Linked DNA regions of Xenopus tropicalis: region 1 is linked to region 2. The links are chromatin contacts, called in public Hi-C maps. All regions are on one chromosome and are shown on one strand. The core of a region is the stretch at or near the end of the contact, and the rest is flanking DNA. Distances in the headings are between cores, read along the strand shown.

Region 1 (3,845 bases), core at 82-2,581, 230 kb before region 2:
GATCAGTGTGGTTCAGAATTCTAAGACAAGTATATCCTATGAGTTAAAGCAGTAATAAGCAACAATCGACATTGTAGAGAACGATAACTGCCAGTATTCCCTAATGAGTTGATCTGCTAAGAAAATGGTGGAAATTATGCCATATCTGAGCAATTTACATTGCCTATTCCTGTCCATTAATATTAACCTTTACAGTTATAAATAGTGCTGAGAATGAAGTAGCCATTTACATAAATCCTTCTCACTGGAACCTCTCTATGGCAGACAGGAGTAAACTGGCCAACAGATATGATTTTTTGTTGTGGGCAAAAGCCAATGGAAAACCTAGAGGAGCCACATGCAAAAATACAACCTCCATACTAACCACTGTGCAACACATTCAAATATACAGCATTGAGTAAATACAAAATCTGTTGTCTGTCCAGACAGTTAAATCATATATCCAATGAAGCTTCAAAGCAACAAGTATATTAAAAATCCCCGAATTACTCTATTGTTTGACAAACTCATAATTGAAATTCTTTTGCATAGACCCCTTTGTCCTTTTATATTGTCGTTTAGAAAACATTCCATTAGTAAATAACACTGTCATACCAAAAATATAACTATTGCTCAGTGTAGATTGATATTCTGGCTATGATCAGTTATGTCAAGCTGTGCTATAAAGAAGACATTACTTATAAAGCATTTCTGCTAAGGTGAATAGGAGTGAAAAATGTAATGCTCTGCACATTCTCATTTACATATCAACAATACCTAACATTTCACTGTAGGGAGAATGCTTTTCAAATAACTGTTATTATTTGTCATAGAATGTGTGAGTTTTTTATAGGTCAGCTAAAATCATTGATCAGTGAGTTAAAATTCTCTGATGTCTTTCACTGCCCATAGTGGAGTATTACAGTCGATTTGCTATGAAATCTCATTCCTACTGTTTTTGGCAAATGAATCTGCATTATAGTGACCTAGAGCTGCAACCCCTGACTCCTGACCAGTTATAGGGAATATTTACCACTGAGTGACTTTCAGTCAGAGAAATCAAGTTCTTAAAATAAGGAAAATCTGACACATTGGTTTTAAGCTCTGTAGCAACAGTTTAAAAATAAAATCTATTTTGCTGCCAGTTTCCATAAACTGTATTTATTTCCTCATTTTTATTTCTTACTTATGCTTTGCTACTCTATGTTTTCTTTGGATAAAGCATAATCCTCCAGCCCTCAGGGAAGCAGGTTTAACTGGGCCCAGAATGCAGACAGGCAGGAAGTTAGGTTGCTTAGGGGGAGAGGGAATAAGCAAGGGGACGGACAGTGGCATAAAGGCTTAAATGCCCCAAGGTAAAATTCCCACCAAGGCCCTATGTTTGCACTAGGGACTGGGCCCCAGTGCAGTTGCAACCACTGCTTACCATTTAACACCTATATACCATGTATTACATGCATGTTGCAACTTGCACTAGCCTGAGCACCATTTGCTTTCTGGTCCAAATCTTTGTGTCCTGGGAATTCATAGCATAGATATAGATACATTTTCTATAGAAAACAAGGTGTACTGCAAGAACAAAACTTTAGATCAATTTTTTTGCACCCAGCAAATAAGCCATAAACATCCATGCTTCTTAAAACCCCCATTGAGCATTGAATAGGTGTGTATCTCCACTGGCAGTTCAGTTGAGATAAGTTAACATATTGTACTTGCCTTTGCAATGTGTGAATGAACAATGCTGCAATGTGAACATTGCCCAATAACCTTCAGTTGCATATTATTGAGTCGTTACTTATTGCTTTTTATTATCATTGCAGCCTATTTATTATCATTTGTCAGCCTATTATCATCTCCCACCATGGACAGAATCTAGTAGATTCTGAACATTGTTAACTGCTTTCCGAAATAAAGGGTAATGGGGTGGGCTATTCACTTCTTGTATTATTTCAATTAATTTAAATAGATTTTATTTGAGCTATAAGTTTATAAGTAAATCAGGCAAAACACATTACAACAGGCCAATTAAGAGATAAATGAGGTGAAGGATTTATAACTGTATGAACTTAAGTTTGCCACTTGTCTAGTAGCCTATAGCATTTTCTGGTGAGCTATTTGAAAACAGACTTCTTAGTGGTTGCTATTACGTGGGCACACTTGAGAATTTTATTACAATAATACCCCAAATTATATGACTTTATTTACATTGTAACGTATTCAAAGCTTATTAATATTTAAAATGTCAATATGGCCCATAACTATTCTAGATGTAAGAACCTTTTATGAACCTTTTCCTATTTATGGTATTATAGGCCTAAAAAGAGCTGCCATATTTACAATCCTTTTTGAGTTCACTATCTTTATTAATTAGTTACAGGACTAACCCTCAATCTTACTATGCAATTAGCCTTACTTAATGTTGGTTTTGCAGATGAACACCCAAAATAGAGAGGAATCATCTTACATACATTAACGGCTTTCAGGTTTTTAATAGCAAGAAAATGGAAAAACTTGACCATACCCACTACGGCTGAACTAATCTGCACAACTCATGAACATGCTAGATATGAGTGTATGTTAGTTCTTGCCAGCAATAAAATCAAGAAACATCATAACATCTGGAATATCTGGATAAATATATATATTTAAAAAGTGTTGGCGTACATAGGAAGAGCAAGCAGCTACATTCTCTTAAGCACTGGTCTAAATCTCTGAGCAACAGCAATGCAAGCATTTCATTGGGGTGAAGTCAATGAAGATCTTCACAATGATACAGCAAAATATTTTTCAAATACAGTGTTTGGTGAAATTAGAGATGTTTTGAAAAATGTTTTGCGTAACTTGTTGCCAATTTTGTTTTGCTTCTTTTAGTTGATTGAAAGTGTTATTATGACACTAAGGAAAGCAGGTCAAATAGATATCAACATGAAGGAATCTGTAAAACAGAAAGGAATTGAAACTTTCATCCCAATGAATAACATGAACTCTATGGGAACCAAGCTAATGACTTACTGAGGTCTCTAACACCACAAGCAATTTATATTCTCTGTTTTCTACTGCCATCCAGCTGGTTTCTTTGCATAATTTCCTTATCATAGTAAGGCTTCCTTATCCTAAGGAGAACAGGGATATATTTAGAAGGTAGCTGTGGCTGAAAAAGTGGGATGTTAATATGCATGTTAAAGCTTAGATATAGATTGTACTTTATTGTCTTGACACAAATAACATAATCATACATGCAGAACATTGTGAATCTGAAAATTTTTCAGTGGCCTATACTTTTATTTCTGCTGTTTTTATTTATCATTTATTATAAGTTGTATTGTTTGGCATCCCTTGAGAGGTAATGTGTCACTACATGAAACAAATCAAAACAGTGCACCCCACAAAGGAAAACATGTCTGGTTATTCCCTTTAGCTTCTTAGTCCAGGAACCCTAGTGTACTATTTGTGCTGAATGTTAGTGCACTCAGAATACCTCCAGTGATGATTTGCAAATAAACTTAAAAGCCTCTCCCTCACCTCATTTGCCATCAAATATTTACAGATGTTTCAGGCATACAGCTTCTATTAAACATGCTCCGTAGATGGTGGAGAAAGGTGGAGAAAGCATGTAAGAATTTACAATGTCTGGCATAGTCATGTGCATTAATTAAAGCTTGATCTCTACCCAATAATCGTATATATGTTTCAACACATTCTTACAAAACCTTTACTTAATTGGTGGACCACTTAATAACTAAATATGGCAAAAATCTAGACAATATTTGGTGCTAGCTTAGAGATAAAGTATGGCCAACTTAGACCTAAAAAATACTAAAGGGCTCATTTGCGAAGAAAACACAGCATGCAAAACCCCAAATCAG
Region 2 (3,849 bases), core at 1,005-3,504:
CCCCTATCTGTAATAAAAGGCACAAGATTTGCCCATTTGCAGGAACCCATAGCAACAGAAAAGATGAATGTTAGTAAATAGGCCCTGCAAATTAGTATTGATTTTAAAATCTGGGTTTAGTTTCCCTTCAACAACCCACTTAAAAGTGCTATTTGCAAAAGCTGCCACACAAATCCTCCAAGTTCACGAGACATCCTAGTTCCACTAGATTGTAAGCTTTGGAATGATTACAGCCATAAAAATGAAAAAATAAACATTTCAGGAATTTTACGGTTGCATAAAGTGGAATAAGCATGGATATATCTCTCTCCTGCATTTGCATGCAGTTTTATCTAAATAATTCTATAGTGCTTAAGTAATGTGTATATTTATTCAAATGAAGGGGACAGAATGCCAATAATACATTTTCTTTCTACAACTCAGTGTGTCAGCCCATGATAATGAATATTACAAAGGTAGGTTTGGCTGGAAAAACCCTTCTCCTAAGCCAGAAGTGACCCAAAGGATGATAAAATATTTGGAAAGCTCGTCTACAATTGTGCAGACTTTGGACACAAGACAGATCCGTATAGTTCTGCGTTGTCACACTAACAAAGCCAATTTTAAGATAGAGCAGAAAAGGCATTTGCTTTGGGCTCCCAATGTATCCAAGAGGCTCCTGAGGGTGGAGAAATATAGGTCCATTTTACTTTATTGTATAACAGTTTGTATAAAGAGAAAACACAGTAATACACTATAATATGTGGCCAATAATATATGATATTTTTTAGTATGTACCTGTACATCAGGGATGCCCATTTGTAATTCCTGGAGAGCTATGTGTTAACCTCATCTCCATCAGCTTACTCACAATATAGTTGTCAAGGAATGTCGGGAATTGTATTTCTATGAAAGGTGGAAATGAGAGGCTGAAAAAAGAATTGATGAGGATATAAATACAGTTAGTTACAATAGGATTTTAGACACATTTAATAAGTGTATTACTGTTTTAACTTAATGGAAACAAGACTTCAAGGTGCAGAAGGCAATTATGAAATTAGCATGAATTCTTTTCTTACAGGCATCATCACTTCTGAGCAGACATCAGCCTTCAGGTTTGGAGAAACTACAACTCCCAGCACTGCTAAGGGCTGTCAGTGGCTACAGGGAACTGCACTATAACGGCAGCTGGCATAAAAAATTATACAAATAATTTACAGATAATGTGATGCCCCCTAGGCTCAAGTCTGCACCTACAGCCCCCAGATACAAATGGAATGGGCTCATTCAGGGCTGGGGGACACAAATCTGCAGTACTTAATAGTAAGCACTACTATGCTAGAGAGAAAACTGGGTGCAAGATGCAAAGAGCAGTGCCAAGGAGCCATGACAGAGTTCTATTGTGCCTACTGCCTTGTTCCCATTGCGATATCTTGCTTAGTCTGAATGATGTGCAAGGGGTGCCACCCATGGGCTACTCTTGCTGTACACAGACTGGAAAGGCACAAGCAACATGAAAGAAACACAAGTCTTTATGCCAGTCTTGAAGCACAACCACTAGCACCCAGGTGCAACTCAGAGGTAGCAAGCTGCAAAAATGATAGCCCTTTAGACCTTGATATCACTTTTTAAATGAGCCATTATGTATGCCTTTGCATACATGTCTTTACAGGGGGTGCCAGGCTATGTCCTTTACAGCATAAGCCCCTACTTTCCCAGGCAGTTCCTAAGCTCATCCCCAGTATCTCCTGGAACCTGCACTTCAACAACTGCAGGAGGGCTGGCAGTGTTCTTGTCTCAGTTCAGAGAATATTGCTGCTAATTCTGTAAGTCAGTGTCAATGCTGGTTGGCATTGGGCAGGTTGGCATTAGGCAGGTTGGCAGGAGAGAGTGTGCGGCCCAATGCAGAACACTAGGGATCTGCTGCTGCCATGCTGCAAGCCACTTAGGAGCCAGTCATTCTGCGCCCAGACACTATAGTTCCGATAAGAAGAAAGAAATCCTCCTTGCAAGGCTCAACCCAGCCCTCTATCGCTCAGATGAGATGCAGCAGCTCATCAGCTTTGTGCTTTGAATCTGCACAAAATAATAATTAGATCCACCAGCAGCCCTACCCTCCGTCTCACAAGCCGCTCCCAATGGCAGGGCCCTGGCACCCATAGGCTGCTGAGTTTCCCTTCCCTCCCCCTGCACCTCCCTCGCCATTCTCTCATCTGCACCTCTCGGCAGAGACTCTTTTCAAGCAACAGAAGCTGCAGAGCGCTCAGTCTGTCCTGTCTTTGAACTTCCAGCTGGCTGCCACTGCTGGCTGCGCAGGTCACATCTTAACCCCAGATCCCTTGAAGCATCGGGCTGCTTTCCCCTGTGCCTGTTACCGTGCTTCCCATGTGATCTGAGGAGCTGCCCTTGGTGCTGACAGTTCGATGGTACCTTGACCTGTTGTGCTGAATTCTTCAAACTTCCTTGGATGTTGGCAGAGGTTATGGGATGTGATGTGATGGCATGCAGATATTCTTGCAGCAGGGTCCGACATGTGGAATTGTGCTGATGCTGCAGAGGAGATGTGAAGAAGAGGGCTTGGGTGTACACATGAATGTCGCCTTCATCTACCCAGGGCTGAGGAGGAAGACAAGGGATGCTGTTGATCCCCTCCAAAGAGAGTTTTTGGCACCAGGAGATGTTTCTGATCGGCCTTTTGATTGCTTTACGGGAATCCATGGCAGCTCCAACCCCTACAGCTGAGGATATAAATCGGGGAGTTGTAAGTGGCCAACTGGGCAGTTGTTCTCAAATATAACCAGGATGTGTCTGTATGAGGAAGGGATTGCATAGCACTCACCCTTTTCTGTGTTTCTAGAGAATGATCAGTATTCATTTCATACATCATATATGAATGGTGGGGTTTAGGCTCATTGTGCTGCCTATATAGATTGCAGATATTAACCCAGTAGGTGCTGAAGATGAGTGTAATTAAAATACTGAACTTTTAGTGTAACTGGAGCCACCTCCTCTGGGTGAGACGGAATCTCGTTTTTTTGTGCGTAACTGTGTTGCTGCTAAGGAGTGAGAGGGCTGAGCAGTCCACTTCTATTGTGCAGCCAGAGGATCTGAATTAAAAAGGGTTGGGGATAAATAAAACCTCAGAAAAATAGTGATTTCTAGGTTATTGCAAGGTGTGTTTATTTTACACATCTTTAGCCTACATTCTAAAATGAATAGAATGCAAGGCACTGGCTGTAGAACCCAGCCGGCTGTGCTTCTTAGTGTCAGACTCTAACAGGCAAATAGGTAGGTAAAGAGATGTTTTAATGAAGAATAGCCGAGTTAGGCTCATATTTACATGTTTTGATGAAATAATTAGTCATTATGGGAAGGGGCAGTGAGGGATTCAGAAATGGACATGTCACAGCTCCAAAAGTGGGCTCCATTTTGGGAGGTGTTTGGTATCTGGATAGTTAAAACAATCAGAGACTCGGCAAGCCATAGTAAAATATACAGAAATATATTATCTTTATACAGCCTGCTGTACTGGTTATGTAAGGAGTCTGTCTAGTGGTTGAATGTCAACAGGTTTAAGATCTTTAACAATCAAACTAATTAAAAAATGTTTGCTTTTATTTGTTTTTCTTTATCAGTCAACTGCACTATTTTGTAATTAGGGTTCTAGGGTTTGCTTTATAAATAAGACAGTTCTCTGGGGAGGAGGGGGGGACGATGGATTCATTGGTATGTATAGGATCACCAAGCCAGAGTTGACACCAGCTTGCCCTGTTGCCCTATGTTATTAGCTTGTAATTAATCTCTAGCAAATGCCTGAGGCTGATTTATTCACGACTTGTGTTTTGACACTTAAAAGCCAAAGTATCTTCA

What was found. A called contact is a pair of places that touch in the nucleus more often than the background predicts.
Region 1: a Hi-C map of gastrula embryo shows a contact between it and region 2, with 2.0 times the contacts expected there. The contact joins the enhancer-like site here to the promoter of mmp17 in region 2. A contact is called at or near these places in 3 of 5 Hi-C or Micro-C datasets (gastrula embryo, neurula embryo and tailbud embryo).

The regions. Positions count from the first base shown.
Region 1 is chr1:156,985,412-156,989,256 of UCB_Xtro_10.0, reverse strand. No RefSeq gene overlaps it. Among named protein-coding and RNA genes, the nearest start is that of sfswap, 96 kb to the right of the region's middle. Within about 2 kb of position 1,331, at least 2 of the 11 cell types and tissues checked have an H3K27ac peak or open chromatin away from gene starts, as enhancers often do. A contact at or near this core is called in gastrula embryo and neurula embryo, where this site is marked.
Region 2 is chr1:156,757,269-156,761,117 of UCB_Xtro_10.0, reverse strand. It overlaps mmp17 (matrix metallopeptidase 17), which reads left to right and starts at 2,254. Exons shown (of 10, transcript NM_001102999.1): 1 at 2,254-2,740. The coding sequence starts at 2,615.